Linked DNA regions of Drosophila melanogaster: all the other regions are linked to region 1. A link is a contact called in public Hi-C data. All regions are on one chromosome and are shown on one strand. Each heading gives the region's core, a stretch centred on a gene start, on an enhancer-like site or on the middle of the called end of the contact. The rest is flanking DNA. Distances are from core to core; before and after follow the strand shown. Region 1 holds the start of myo (myoglianin). Region 2 holds the start of Abcd1 (ATP binding cassette subfamily D member 1). Region 3 holds the start of Rnf11 (Ring finger protein 11). Region 4 holds the start of CaMKII (Calcium/calmodulin-dependent protein kinase II).

The links. Hi-C and Micro-C count contacts between places; a contact is called where the count stands out from the background.
Region 2: a Hi-C map of the Kc167 cell line shows a contact between it and region 1, with 2.7 times the contacts expected there. The contact joins the promoter of Abcd1 here to the promoter of myo in region 1. A contact is called at or near these places in 10 of 107 Hi-C or Micro-C datasets (the Clone 8 cell line, the Kc167 cell line, the S2 cell line and 5 more) and 1 of 6 datasets of contacts at active chromatin or transcription factors (the Kc167 cell line).
Region 3: a Hi-C map of the Kc167 cell line shows a contact between it and region 1, with 2.8 times the contacts expected there. The contact joins the promoter of Rnf11 here to the promoter of myo in region 1. A contact is called at or near these places in 4 of 107 Hi-C or Micro-C datasets (the Clone 8 cell line, the Kc167 cell line, embryo and 1 more).
Region 4: a contact with region 1 is called in a Hi-C map of the Kc167 cell line, with 2.3 times the contacts expected there. The contact joins the promoter of CaMKII here to the promoter of myo in region 1. A contact is called at or near these places in 19 of 107 Hi-C or Micro-C datasets (the Kc167 cell line, the ML-DmBG3-c2 cell line, the OSC cell line and 9 more).

What each region holds. Positions count from the first base shown.
Region 1 is chr4:694,026-697,870 of dm6, forward strand. myo (myoglianin) reads right to left here and starts at 2,030. Exons shown (of 5, transcript NM_166788.2): 1 at 1,672-2,030; 2 at 1,189-1,312; 3 at 1-391. The coding sequence starts at 364. It overlaps ey (eyeless), which reads left to right and starts at 3,664. Exons shown (of 8, transcript NM_166789.2): 1 at 3,664-3,845.
Region 2 is chr4:191,819-195,663 of dm6, forward strand. Abcd1 (ATP binding cassette subfamily D member 1) reads right to left here and starts at 2,011. Exons shown (of 10, transcript NM_166736.4): 1 at 1,727-2,011. lncRNA:CR44441 (long non-coding RNA:CR44441) reads left to right here and starts at 2,914. Exons shown (of 1, transcript NR_123744.2): 1 at 2,914-3,845.
Region 3 is chr4:313,068-316,912 of dm6, forward strand. It overlaps Rnf11 (Ring finger protein 11), which reads left to right and starts at 1,856. Exons shown (of 4, transcript NM_001272124.1): 1 at 1,856-1,890; 2 at 3,326-3,442. The coding sequence starts at 3,350. Zip102B (Zinc/iron regulated transporter-related protein 102B) reads right to left here and starts at 1,020. Exons shown (of 3, transcript NM_001297784.1): 1 at 681-1,020; 2 at 290-575; 3 at 1-231. The coding sequence starts at 779.
Region 4 is chr4:1,051,832-1,055,676 of dm6, forward strand. It overlaps CaMKII (Calcium/calmodulin-dependent protein kinase II), which reads right to left and starts at 1,872. Exons shown (of 15, transcript NM_166813.3): 1 at 1,667-1,872.

The DNA of each region.
Region 1 (3,845 bases), core at 780-3,279:
TTGTTTCGTTACTCAACATAACCATTTCCGGACTATCGTTGTTGGAAGAATTACTGAAGCTTTTATTTTCTGGCTGAGCATAAGCATTGACTGCAGTCGATAAAATTAAGAGTACGGTGACCGTGACATATCGAGTTACACGGAAATTACCTCTCTTATGTCCAAGAATATTCATTCGCCCGATATTTATTTTTTTTGAGTCAAGATTAAATCTGTAAGAACCTGGAAACTGGATTTCGTTGGAGTTCACTTCTATGTGAACTGTTGTATCTGATGTGTTCTGTCGAGTTTTTTTCTTTAGGGTTCTATGATGCTGATCATGGGTTTTATATTTTCTCCAACCGCAGCATGAGTTGGCCAGCATGATTTTTGATCAAACCGTTGATGAATGCTGAAAAGGACTTGTATTTATAAATATACTTGATATATTTTAAAATAAGAAAAAATAAAAATAATAATTATTATTTATTTTTGGAGACAGCGGCTGGTGATCTTGTCATCCAATCAACTTGGCTCTTGTTGGCCTTATTTTACAATTTTTTTAAAAATCAAATCGCGAAATACAAGCTGTTAGATAATCCCCTGCTGTATTCGATTAAGTCGGATTCCCAAGGTAATACCTTAAACAGCTGTGCAGAGAAAAAAGAAGAGCGCACCCCTTTAAACCCTATTAAAGCATTAGCACGGAAGTCAATGATTCCCCTTCGCGAGTCAATACAAAAAAAAAAAAAAAAAAAAATTGAATAGCTTACGCCACTGACGATCTCTAACTTCAAAAATATTAAAATTATTGGCAAAATTTGGACAATATAATATTTCGGTTTTAAATTGATAGACTTTTGACGATCATATCATATAGCTAACTGTTGAAAAAAATTATAGACTCGTTGTTTTCAAATAAAAAGAGTTCTTCTTCAGTATGCACATTTTTTTGAAAATATATAATTTAGGTTTTTAATCGATCAAAATCAGACGACCATACACTTATATACCTGCCATAGGGAAAAATGGCTCTATGGCTATAAAGCTTAGGAAAAAACACTGACAATTGTAAAACCATTTTTCGTCACAAATCGGCACGGTGAGGCTGCGATCGTCACTTGATTTGTGTGCTCGTGAATATTCTAAAACTCGGAATAACGGAATAATAACCTTCAAAAACTTGTTTCAGGCTACGAAAAAACTTACTTTGAATATAGTAGAAGTATAAAATCCTGCAGCACCGGATATAATGATTTTTAAAAATTAAAAATCATATCTGCATTGTTTGATCCGCCTTGGAAGCGCGATGCGCCAGCAGAAAATGACCACCCTAATGTGCACACAGTCGTAAAAGTTAGTTCAAGCTACATATGTACATGCACATATGCAAAGCCCGTTCATAAACGTTTCACATGAGTCCTCTTTATGACCACTATTGTATTCAATTAAAACCATTTATAAACATAATAAATTATTGTGCTCTTGAACTTCAGTTCATCGCTGAAAGTGCATTATTCCCCTTTTACAAGCAGAACAACGTAAATGAGATATATCATATGTATGTACATACGTAAATTATACATACATACAGAATAAATAGCATGCATATAAGCACATATGTACATTTTTAAAGCTGTGTATGTACAAAGTTATGTACATTTAGCGATAACAAACTTTTTAAACACCTACCAATTGTACATAAGTAGATATATACTTATCTATCGGTATTTATTTTATTTTTATACACTTGTACAACCAAAATCTATTTTGAAACTAGGCAATTGTGTGTTTTAATATATGTATAGTATATATTATTAAATGTTTTATATTGAAGTAACAGTGGGCCTACGGTTTCGAACATTATTCTTTTGCAATCCGCTTTTGTTAAATTTATTATTCATTGTCCAAAAACACATAGTTTGAAAAAATTGTGTATTCAATTGCGCACTAAATAATAATAATTTATTTCTCATAGAGAACCAATATTTGAAAACCCGCAGAGATTCTGTACTGCTGTGCGATTGAGCGACGAAGTAGAACTGAAAGCAGCTGATCAGATGCGATCGGATACATACGGCTCACCGGCAATTTCGTTTTAGTTGGCATAACAGGCCGCTTTTAAAAATGTATCTGCTGAAACGCATTGCAAGAGTAAACTTTAATTCATATTAACATTTTTATCGAGCAAAATAGCATTATATTAAAATGAAATATTTATTGAATATACTCCTACTTTTTTTTTTACAATTCTAGAAAACATTTTATTTATATTTCCACTGTCGCTAATAATCACTTTCTATTGTAAATCAATTTAATCCTTAAGCCGTTTTAACTCTTATAAGTTATGAGTGTAGACATTTTTACATTTCAAAGATTTCAAATAGACCCGAAGAAACTATATAAGATATATTTTTATTAGCAGGATTTGATTTGTCTCTATAATTTTGGTTCCCTAGTTGTTTTTTTTTATTACACAAAATTGAGTGCTATTATACAACAAAAATTACATGCGTATTAATTTGTACTACTGGAATGACTATATTGATACAAAGGAATTTTTAAAATTTAACCGAAGTTCCGCATTCTTGTCCTAACATTTCGTGTTTTAAATTAACGGCAAAAATGTCGTTACTCTGGAATTAATAAAAAGTACCCAACGCACTTACATAAGTATGCAAAAATAATTTTATGTGTATAAAAGAAACTTATATTAAATCAAGTACATATTCGTGCGGGTCCCCTTTGTTCCGCAGTCTTCTTATATAATTATTGCCCATTAATATGGTTGTGTAAGAAGGCAATCTGGGAACTCCATAAAAAGGGTAGGGACAATTACCGCGATGTCTAGTGTTTTCCAGATTAGCTGTCGATATATCGACGCCCGTACAGATGTTTAAGCCTTTCCACACATACATTTATGAGTTTCCTATCGATATGGAAGAAAACGATAGGTGTTCACACTGTACTAACTTATTTTTATTGCTTTGTATCAGCAATTCTGTTGTTTTACTTAAGAATAGCAATTCAAATGGAGAAGACTTCTTTTATGTATCAACAAAGTAACTGATAAGAGATTATTTATTGGATGGATTGTAAGCTACTTATTTTTTCCATTGTGGTTAACAATTTACGATTTTTTTTTGGTTATAATAAAGATTTAAATAAAATAATTTCAACAAGTGCGTCAATTTTCCTTCATCTACGCACATATAGATGGTAATCGTGCGATAAACCTAATATTACGAAAATGGCGATCACGCATTCAACCGATAAATACAGAACTAAAATACTTCCTGATCAAAAACAAGAATTTATAATTTTTTTTCTATTATTTCCACTACGTTGCAATTTTCTGACAGAAATCACTATACGCTCTGCAATGGTTTAACAATAGGAAACGCTTTAGTTGGCTTTCAAATATTTTTCACAACATTTTCAACGAGTAGATTAGTTGAACTATTAATAGCTCATTAATGGACCGATTCTTTAGGTCTGCTAAATTATCATTCTTATATCTGTGAATTTATTTATTTACTGCATCGAATTTTTGAAAATAACGTATTCTCTACGCAATCACTGGTATTGGGTTGCCATATCGATTTCTATATATGTTAAGAGTTGCCGTTTGTATTTTTACACGCCGAGAGTTGCCATCCTGATACGAGCAGATGCGTGCTGAAGTCCAATCGATACTACAAAATACCAAAATACACAGAAAATATAAACAATATTGCATAAACAATATTGTACGAACGTTCGTTTTAGTGTTTAATCACATACTGTTTTTCCCCCATCCGAAAATCGAAGAAAATGTGTGACAATCAATATCTAATAAAAGAATCAGGATACATGTGCGACCATTC
Region 2 (3,845 bases), core at 761-3,260, 500 kb before region 1:
CAATAAAAAACTAAATAAAAAAAATAATAATAAAAAACTACATATATTCTTTATCGCGGAATAAAATGTAAGATTTAAAGTCACTTGGAAATCCATATTAAATATTTTGTATATAATTTAATTCGAAATTGATCGAGTCTTACGGCAATTCAGAAGGGAATTGCTAATGGATGATCCAATTATTGTTACTGACCGATGACCTGATATGATAGACGCATTTAACAGACTTTGCACTTTAAGCTATATAGATGTATGAATGTAGATAGTAATGGGTAGTGAGTTAGTTGTTTTTTTATTTATCTTCTTCCCTAAATGTTTTTAGCTGTCGAGAACAGAGTGGGCTTAGTTTAAAATTTTAAAGCTTTTCTTGTTATTATTTTAAGTTTTTTTGATTTACAACTAATTTGGTAGTTGATAACCTAAAGGTACATAAATGAAACATTACAAATGTTTCAATGTACATGAATAAAACATTAAAAATGTCGGGCACTAAGAAATAATTGATACTCGACAACTGTAGCAGCTGACGGCAAACAGCTCTATGTCTTTCAGAGATAAACTGTTTAATAGCAAACTTGTAAGTATTGAATAACATATCGCAGAAATGTTTGTCAGATATTAAAGAACTCCGGGGACAGATCGGCTTTTTATTAAATTCATCGAATCTTTTTATACAGGCAAATTGTACCTACAACCTGTACCTATAAATATGTACGTACATACATACATATGTGATTTGTCTTATGCTTTATGTTTGCAATACGAAAACCACGGGACAAATCTCAATCTAAATTGTATTACCCAAATGTAACAATTTAACTAAAGAGAATGCTATAGTCGACTTCCCCGAATATCAGATACCCGTTTCTCAGCTAGTGTACATGCGGACGGAAAATTAATCAATTTTCTGGAGATATTGTGGAATAAAATGAGAAAACAATTAAAAATGTTAAAAAGTGTGGTCGTGACCGGTTTGGCAGCCTTAGGGCGTTAGAGGTTAAAAGTTATTTGACAAGAATAATAAATTAATGACAAAATTTACAAAAATTTTTCAAAAATGTTGGTCCTTTGAGCGTTTTTAGGGCGTGGCAACATGCGTCTCTAGAATCTATATGCTGAACCCTTTAGCTTTTATATTTCCTGAGATCTCGACGTTCATACTTTCAGACGGACATGGGCAAATTGACTCGGCTATTAATAAACGGATGTTTTACTGGCAGTAAAACTTACGAGCGTAGGTAGGTTTTAATTTATACATAACATTTCAAACCCTTTGTTCACATTTCAATGTTTACTGTGAATAATACTCCAGCGATAATTAAATTTTAGAAAACATATTCGTTGAATGTATAAGCATACATTATTTTTATATATACATAAATATGTATATGCATGTATGTATATTAGATTGCTAGGTTTGGATTTTTACTGAAGTACGATACACAGTTTGATTTCGTGAATCATTATAGTTTTCCTAAAGATTAATAAAAAAAAAAACACTTATAGCTACTACTACTTGCACAACTTTTTGTTAGAAAATTTTATACGTCAGGAAAATAAACTATGAATGACTACTTGACGGCAATGTTTATAAACGATTTGTACTGTTAGAATAGACAGTCCCCGAAGGATACTGCCAGGCAAGTGAAAGAATCTAAGGCTATGACCGAACTGCACAAGAGCTTAAAGCTTGTTGTTTTCAGTAAAAGTATGTACATAGCCATACCTAGGTGCACAGTTAGTATGTGTGAGGTATGGATTGCTGTAAGCGTTCTTTGCCATTTCAGTTACATTAAACGTCAATAAACTGAAAAAAATAACCATACTTTTTTATACGCATATACAAACACGTACATTTTGGCATTAATCGTCCATATAATCAATAACATTTTACGATGGCTTTCGATGGTTTCAAAAATAATAGATATATATATATATAGAGTTATTAGTTGTAAAAGGCAGGTTTCGTAGGTTTGGATTAATTTTCAAATAGAAAAGTAACTTACTTAGTAATGTCTCAAACTTTTCCAATCAAAATTTTATGTGTGGCTATGTGCGTAAAGATAGCGTCACATGCTTAGTAACAATTATGGAACGGTGGAAATAAAATACGTGGGCCCTTTAAAATTGTTTTTAATTAAAAAAGATTGGACAAAAGTTCCTTTTAAAAGTATCCTGCAAATTGTAGTGTGAGTACACTTTTAGGGATGGCTTCCTTCATTCTTGTATTGTTGTACCAATTTGGAACAGCAAAAAAAATGACTGAAAATATATAAAGTTAACATTTACATATCCTAAAATACTTCCGTTGATTTTGTCTCCAATGTCAATAAAGCAACCGAGAACTTTGAGAATAATGAGAAGGAAAGATATCGTTTATTCCAGGATTCAGTTTTTCTAGTTACTATATTCCATTCAGCATCAGAACCAAAATCGATCCCCGGAAAAGTTTAAATTATTCATTTGGAAGTTAACATGTCGATAACAGTAACGCCTAAATAACCTAAACAGCTACTTTTTTGGTTTGGCATATCTGCCTCGCACTCGCAATTTTAATGCAATTTTCATTGCAAAACAGCAATATATACTCATATTTGCATTCTATGAAATTTATTAATAATATTAAATAAGTTAGTTTTGATATTGGCAATACTAACAACAAAAATTTGTATATACATAAACAATATAATTTTTCGTTTCCGCAAAATAGAAAATAATTTAAAACAATAAGTGCTGTAAGGAACAAAAGAAGATTTTAGACAAATAAAAGGTAAAAAATAGTATTATACATAATACATAGTAGTTGTGGCAGCACGTTGCATATAACTGTGTCTCAAATGTACAAACGATTACGAACTTTCACTATCACATCTGCTAAAAAACCATTTGATAATGGAACTGGGCTATGACAATGATCGATATTTTATGAAAAAAAACGTGTAATATCTATATATATTAATACGAACACACAAAGATAAAATGTTTTTTCCAAGACTTTAAAAAGTGGTTGAACAAAAGTTTGTGAACATTTTAGGATAAGTGCCAATATTATACATAAATCATTCGACTATCTATCACTCTTGGCGCTTTGGAAGATAGACAGGACTTCCTAATAATAACAAAGCTCACAAAAACCTTATTCAACGCTAACAACTCCCCAATCATAAAAAATATTAAAATCATACCGCTCATCAAAACGTCCCCCATACAAATCAGCAATAGACCGAATAATAGAAAAAGCAAAGCCCATTAACTACCATTTAAACAACAAAAAATACCCGCGCAGTCCTTACCTCCCTGGAACACCAATCTCTCCAAAATTGACACAACACTCAATAAGTTCAACGAAAGCAACACGACCCCACAACTTTTCAGGAGACTTTTTACAGAAAAGCAAACGAACGGTCTTCGCAGCAGAGCTTCTAGCCCTTATAGGCCCTAAAAACCAACAAAAATAAAAGAGGAAAATTCTGCATATGTTCAGACTCACTTTCCGCTATTAAAAATCTAAACAACAGCGATCACTACATATCTCACGCACGCAACCTACTACAAAAATTCAATACCAATTTTAAACTCCTTTGGATACTAGGACAAGTTGGAATACAACAAGCCAACCACTTACAACTATTGAATAAGAAATACCTAACCAAGATGAAAAAAACTTGGTTTCAAACATCCAACAAATCATCTTATCAGACTCGGGACATACACTAATAACACACAAGCACTACCTCGACCAAACCCAACAGACAATCAGTCAGTTCTGCAACGACAAACATATTAAATATCCTTAAATACATTTATATCGTCAATCTGTACTACCAGCTATAATGTAACCTTAA
Region 3 (3,845 bases), core at 606-3,105, 380 kb before region 1:
CCTTCTGCTCCTGTCCGATCCCAAAATACGTTAAAATAGTCATAAGGGGAGCCGACAGGGAAAATAAGACTAGGTGTCTGCGAATTTGATGTCTGTCTACTTTTTCGTGCAGTAAGAATGTCACTAATCCAAATGCTGCTGGTGCCTTATGAAGCATTATAGCTAAAAATACAATTATCTCAACGTCTTGATGGCTAGTGGTGGCAGCTGCTCCCAATGCAACTCCATCAGCTGCAAAAGAACAACAATTTTTAAGATATGGTGGGTACACCAATATAAGCTTCTTTACCTGCGGCATGCACAACCAATCCAAGAGTTAGTGTGGCATTGTTTTTTTTATTACTTCCAACATTACTCTTCCGCTGAGAGATGTCCACCAACATCATGAAGACAAATCCAAGCACAAGAGAAAGTCCAATGGTCTGTGAGTAATCTGGTTGCTCCGGAACTGATGTCCGTTTTTGGGATTGGCCACTCCCCACATACAATGATCGAATGCCCTCCGGAATAATAACAACGAGAGCAGTTCCCACTAACAATCCAGCTCCCAGCACAGTGACACATTTTAGCTTTTCCTTTAATGACATTTATTAAGTAGAACAAATTAATGCACTAGTGGTGCTCCAAATACCTCACATTAAATTTTTTTTGTATTTAAAATGCCATTGTTTAGTACCGACCTCGCTTAATTTCATCAGCATCGGTATGCTCCCTGCCAAATAAGACCCCACAAGCATAACCAACACTAATAAAATGAGAATTATTGTCTCCTCAGCCATGATTGCCCAACTTAATTTTAATGAGCATAATACCATCAAAGCTACATGTTTTTGCCAACTCAATCGCTAGAGATGAGCCTTATTAACATTTTAACAACGCATATAGCAGCAACCAACTGTGGAACTTATACCATATTCTACAATAACACTTCAACCAAATTAACATCTCATACCACAACAGAACTATACAATTTGTTTTCTTCTCATCCCGTTAAAACTCGCGATCCTACAGACGTACGAAATTTTCCCAGACTGTGAACAATACCTTTAAGTTATTATATTTCATGTCTTACCCACTGGCTTATTATACAAACTTATTGAAAACGGTTTTAGATGGTCCGATACAAATGTATGATACCATTTTTAATTTATATATAATATATATAAAACATATATAATATAATATAATATAATATATATAATATAATATAAGATAATATATATAATATAATATATAATAATATATATAATATTATATAATATAATATAATATATATAATTTATATATAATATATATTTAGAAATAGTACCAAGCATTCTCAACCGACTTTTAACCGATTTTTTATTTGCTCTCATGTGAAATTTAAAAAAAAGAAAAAACCTTTAATGGTTTTAAGAATAATTGTTCGAATGGAGCTAGTGAACCAAATTTTCTTTAAGCTATTGTTTATCGGAAAATTTAACTTGTTCGCAAAACCTATAGTAGTTGCTCTACCTTTTACTGGTTATGATCGGTCACCAGTTAATTTTAATATTTTAAATAAATTCTGTAAATATATTAAAGTGTGCGGTATATAGTATTTTCCTGGTGTCACCGTGTGTTATCCTACAATAATTGCTCATTTGGCTTATCTATATATCGTCAGAAATCACATAACATAAAAAATTCTAGATCCTTATAATTTATTTATTTAATAAGTTATTTAGGGATACATCACTCTCTCGTACTACATGGAGGGTTGTATTCCGTATTATGATTGTATAGCGCAACGTGAGAATGTAATTTATCTCAGTGCACAACGTGTATTACACCATTTACATAAACAGTTTGGTAACCTAAGGTCATACTATTAACAGCACTGTTGATTTTGGTTTATTTATTGTCAAATAGGTAAAAAGTCTAAGCATATGGAATAAATCAGGCTTTATTAAATCGAATCTAGTCTAATTTCAAAGAAAGTCACATTTAATGTTTTTTTTTTTTTAAATCAACTAACTAAATTGTTTCTGTTTATTATGAAAGTTGTGTATACATATGTGCATTTTATATACATGCATGCGTACTTATTAATTTAAGATTTCTTGGGGATTGGTACTAATTGGTACTGTATATGTGAGTTTTAAACGTTTCATTATTTTGCTAATTTCCGATAAACTTATAAAATTAAATGAAAATAGAATAAGTCGTCCAAGGTTTTTAAGAATAGATGGATCACGAATATTTGCACCTTCATCTGGCGTTCAGAATTGGCAAAAACAGGATTCTTCCAACGTTGAGTGACGAATCGTAATCAAACAAATACATCCATATAATTTAATGAATATCTCGTTTTGTAACACTATTTTTTTATTAGTTACTACAATTTGCTCAGTGCGGAGTAAAGGTAATGCATCAATAAATAAACAATCGTTGTGTGATGTACAAGTGTTCATCGCAAAGTTTAAAACGAGCCAAGCCAAATCGCGTATGAAATAGTATAATAAATCTTTTAGCGATTGGTACTTCCCCTTAACAAGCGTGTGTATAAATATCCTTAAAAGTAAAGTCCAATGTCAATGTAGTGTAAAACATACACGATAAGGATATTCAACAGATTGAAAGTATCTAGACGTCCATATGAAAAAAATATCATCATATCATATATCAATTTCCAGTTTTTAAGGAATGGAAAGTTTTCTTCAGTTTTTTCCGTTAAGAAACAAAAATTTTTTTAAGTAAAGGTGTAGAAATATTAACTATAACAGATCCTAGATTTTATATCATTATACGCGGTACTCGTTTTTTTTTGAATATTTTTATGTCTTGGCAATCTTTTATCGATAAACAACACATCGAGATTTTGCAGATGTGGGGTGATATGAAGTCAAAAAACATATGTTACCCATCAAACTACGATGCAAGTTTGGTAGAAAAACACTATTTACCTTCGAGACCAATTTTGCTCCTTGGCCCAACCAGTTTCCACTTTTTATGTCTTCTTTAGTTTCGGCCAGGTCTATTGGCGGCAGGTATTTCCTTAATCCTTGTGGCCGCACAACTTTCAAGATTTAAGCTCTATGTGGGAGCTGCATATAGAGGTTTTGGTTTCCCAATCGGAAATTTTTGCAATCGTGATTTTTCTCGTTCGCTAAAACAAAAAAAAAAAGCTTTTCTTTGGCTCGGTCGCGTAAATGGTCTTCTTTGATCTTCCTTTTACTTTGTGTTTGTTATGTACAACTTTTAAAAAAAAGCTTACACTGCATTTAAATATAAAGTTTTACAACTTAACTAAAATACAAGATAAAACGAGCCGTATAAATTTTCTTTACGTGTGCATATATTTCAGTTAAATCTTCGAAAAACGCATGAAATGGGTAATTGCTTAAAAATTAGCACTTCAGATGACATTTCACTTTTACGCGGCAATGACAGTCAAATCAGCGGGACACAGCCAGTGTATCATGTAAGTACCAATGCACGGGTGCGAGTTTTAACGATAATCGTCGATTTAAAGAAGTCCAAAATTTACTAATTTGTAGTCTTTTAATCTTCAACAATTACATTAAAAATGTTTTTTATGAGTTTATCGAAATATTCTTGGTCAATAATTATTTTTAAAGCAAAGGTTTTGTATAAAACCTGGCCTTCGAAACTAATTTTTTGATTATTCTTAACGAAGATATTTGCAAAATAATGTATTTTTATACTCAGTTTTCTCTGTGACAGTTTCAAAAAAATTTCCCGAAAATAAAAGTGTTGAGAAGAAAAATTTTTCTAACTTGTAAGATACTATTAAATAGTAAAGTAAATGGCATCGCTATAAATTTTTGAGGAATTATGGATTACTTGGCAATCAAAAAAAAGGA
Region 4 (3,845 bases), core at 622-3,121, 360 kb after region 1:
GAGTTCATACAGATAGACGGACATGAAAATTCGACTCGGCTATTGATCCTGGTGAAGACTATATATAGTTTAAACGCTCGGAAACGCGTCGTTCTGCAAGTTACATACTTTTCAACGAAGCTAGTGTGATAGCCAGCTGATCAAGAGCAGCAACAATCATTACTATTAACCTATATTACGTATTGAGTAAAGGAATAAAAAATGGAAATTATTTTTTCGTTTTACTTTCCAGTTATTATAGTTTCAGCGGTAACAGCGTTGATACGGACGACAGGCATGGGATAAAGCATGCAAATTTGTTTTCTTGAGAACCAGACATTTAATCCGCCTAAAACTGTAACTCCAATTTTTTTGAAAAATAATTTGCTTCTTTCAGTCTTGAAATCTTTTATTTCGATTTTGCCCACACATTTACAAAGTGTTTTGTTTTTTTGTTTCATTATTTTTATTTATTCTTTTATTTTGCACATTTCTGTCGGGTTGTTAAATAGTCGATGAACTACTGTCACGTTCTCTCTTGTTTTATACCTCTCCGTGAGGTTTGTTTTTTGCCATATCCGGTAACAGCGGTACTGTTAGTTTTTAGTTTGTTGTACGTGTTTTTTTAAAACTAGACCCAATCACCATGAAAAAGAAGTGTTTCCCTGGAAAAGGTATATGTAGACCCTTAATTGCACCCTCGCAATTTTGAAATAACATACTTATAATATAATATTGTCAAGTCAAATGTTACGAAAAGTTTAAAATTTGTGATCAAAACTTTATTATCTTTGTTTTAAACCAGATATATTTAACTCTCATTGACATATTTCAATCAATTAAAAAAAGCGACAGGTGTTTTTGGTTAATTTCTTAAAAAAGAAAATCCTGATTATGAGAATGTATCTGGGAAGCAGTTATATATATACGTACATATATATGTAGGTATGTATCCTTTGCAGGTTACATGCGTTGAAGCTTTTTTTGATGAGCTTAATGGTAAAACGCCCCACCCCTTTTAGCAAGGATATTTCAGGGTCTTGGAAATTACTTGTTGCAAATTATACTTTTTCATTAAATCATATAAACACGCGCTATGTACGCGAATTAAATATACTATTTGGATGAGACCTTCAGAAATGTTTTACTAAACCCATTTTTCGGACTAGGAGGGACGATATATAGAATGTGAAACACTTTTTTAAAATTAAAAAAAAAGCATTTATCATAACTCGTAAGTATTTAGGTATGTTTTAAACTTTCTTGTAGATATCAAGAGTAATTTGTAAGATGTATGTATATTGTGCAATAACAATTACAAAATTTTTAAGTGTCATATATTTATATTTACTGCGTAACTGAACAAAGGCACAAAATGGGGTACATACTGATGTTGTATAAATGTCCTTTTAAGATATAAGTGAAGCGTGTGAATATATATATTAACTTTACAATATGCAATCGTTATACGCGCGAAAAAAGTATTTAATATTAGTTGGCATATACACAGTAAGAGACCATACATATATCAAATATATGTATATGTGTATACTCATGTATATATTAGAATCTGTGTTGACCCAGAATTGTATCAGGTATTATAGATACGTAAACTTATATAAATATACATATATATAAAAATACATAAGTGAGTACATATGTATGTATATTAAATCCAATTTGATACCTATACTTGATGTGTTCTTTTCAATTGCGAATAACAATATTTTAAACTTCAGGAGATCTGATAAATGTTTGTTCAAAATGCTTATAAGAGTATTTAAAAAGCTATATGTATATGTTTTTAACGAGCTGGGAGAACACGAAACACACAGCTAGATACCGAAATTTTTAGAACGTCTGTTTTCTTGAAAATCGAATTCAATACTGACTAACAAGATTTTGCGGCCGCGTTTGATTCGATGAACTGCTAGAGAGAAAAGCTTTTTCGTCTCATAATGTCGTTAAATCGAAAACTTTTGCCAACGACGGTTCGTTTCAGGAGCGTCTGCGCATTAATTTGTGCACATATCACTATACTGAACTACCTCCGCATTAAACATTATTGGGTTGATTGGAACTCTAAAGTAATATATTTCATATTATCTTTTTATTTTAGGCCGTGATTCCATAAAACTGCCCACATAAATGCTCCATAGTTAGACTAATAAGTACTCAAACCAACGTTTCACAACACTTTGTCATGCGCACCGTGACCTAAAATGTTACAAAAAGAAAAATAAATATTTAAATTTAAATTTAATTTTATTTAAAGTAAAATAAATGAAATCCTTAATTTGTAATCATTTCATTTCAGTCTGTTGGAGCTCTTCAATTTACAAATGAATTAGAATTTAAAACTGATATCTGAAACGCACAAGGTATGATTACATTAGCCGTTTTACCCCATTCGTCAATCTGTGTAAACCGCCTCGATCTCAAGAACTATAAATGCTAGGAAGTTGAAACTAAGCAAGTACATTTTAGAGACATAGACTCTTACTCTGACAAAGGAAAATTGACGAGTAAACTGTTTAAAAAAATTTGAGTTTTTCGTAACAACAAAAATAGTAAAGCCGCAATAAAAGAGATGACAGATGTATTTAAACTATTACAGGGCGATATCTTCCATTATGACCTCTTGATTTTCACAGACCCTAATTTCCCAATGCAATCTAAAACACTATAATCAAATATCGTAAAATATTTAAAATAAACCATATTTTCATTGTTATTATTCATAAATAGTTGCAGTACACATACAGTTTGTCAAAAAAGTGTTTAGACACTGTGAAAAAAGTTAAATTTTTGACTTTAAAGGTAAAAATTAAGAATTATTTGCTTAATTAAACGGAATTTTTTTATGAAATATAATTCAACAATATTTATTTTAACTATAAATAAAAAAATTAAAAATATAAAATATACAAGAAAATAAACAACAATTTCTTTACACATTTTGTTGTCCTACTTTGTTTTGTATGTTTTGTTGTATGTTCGTTTTTTTCTATTATACAATAACGGCAAGAGATACAGCATCTATCTATTTTATTTAGTCGAATTTGATTTATTGTTTTTGTAGTCTATCCAGTCGGAACTTCTGAACGTGTAATTTTTTTCCATAATATAGCCGCTTTGTAAAAGTATTCAATGGAAGGCTTTCTAGAGTGCTCTATTATAATGCATTTAGAATAACTCTATTTTAGATATGCTAAGGAAAATAAAAACCTTAAGTTTGCCGATTGCTCATATTTTTATTTTATATTTTTATATTTTTCGGGTGCAAGCCCGAACCCTGTATTGTCTACACAGTCTCCGCAGAATTGCCAGAATATTTTTCAGGTATATATTAATTTTACAATGTTCTTTTTTTTATATTGGGAATATATTTTGCATATATTTTGCATGCATTCCTCTTTTTTAACATACCTACATATGTACGGACATACATTGTTCTATTAGAACACTTATTAAATGAAACAAAATCAAAACCATATGTGTCCTTTCCTTACATTGCCTGGAGCTTTATTTTTGATCGCCATAGTAAGAAGAGCAAACAGAATTTCAAGAAACGGCAAAACATTTCAGGTGTTTAATTGCGCTTCTGTTCAGTTGCTCTTTAAGATCGTAAACGTGTTCTTAGAAATTTCGCGACGGCTTTCATGTTTTGCAAGTATTTTGCAAGTAGGTAGTATTCAATTATTATAAATCAACACGGCTACTTATACTAAAATGTATGGACTTGTAAATGAATAAAACAAAAAGGAAATATTTAATAACCCTTGGGAACACTTCCTCCTCCTTAGAAGAATTGATTCTGAAAAATATCCAGAAGCAATCCTGAGAAATGCTTAATGCTCTTCGGA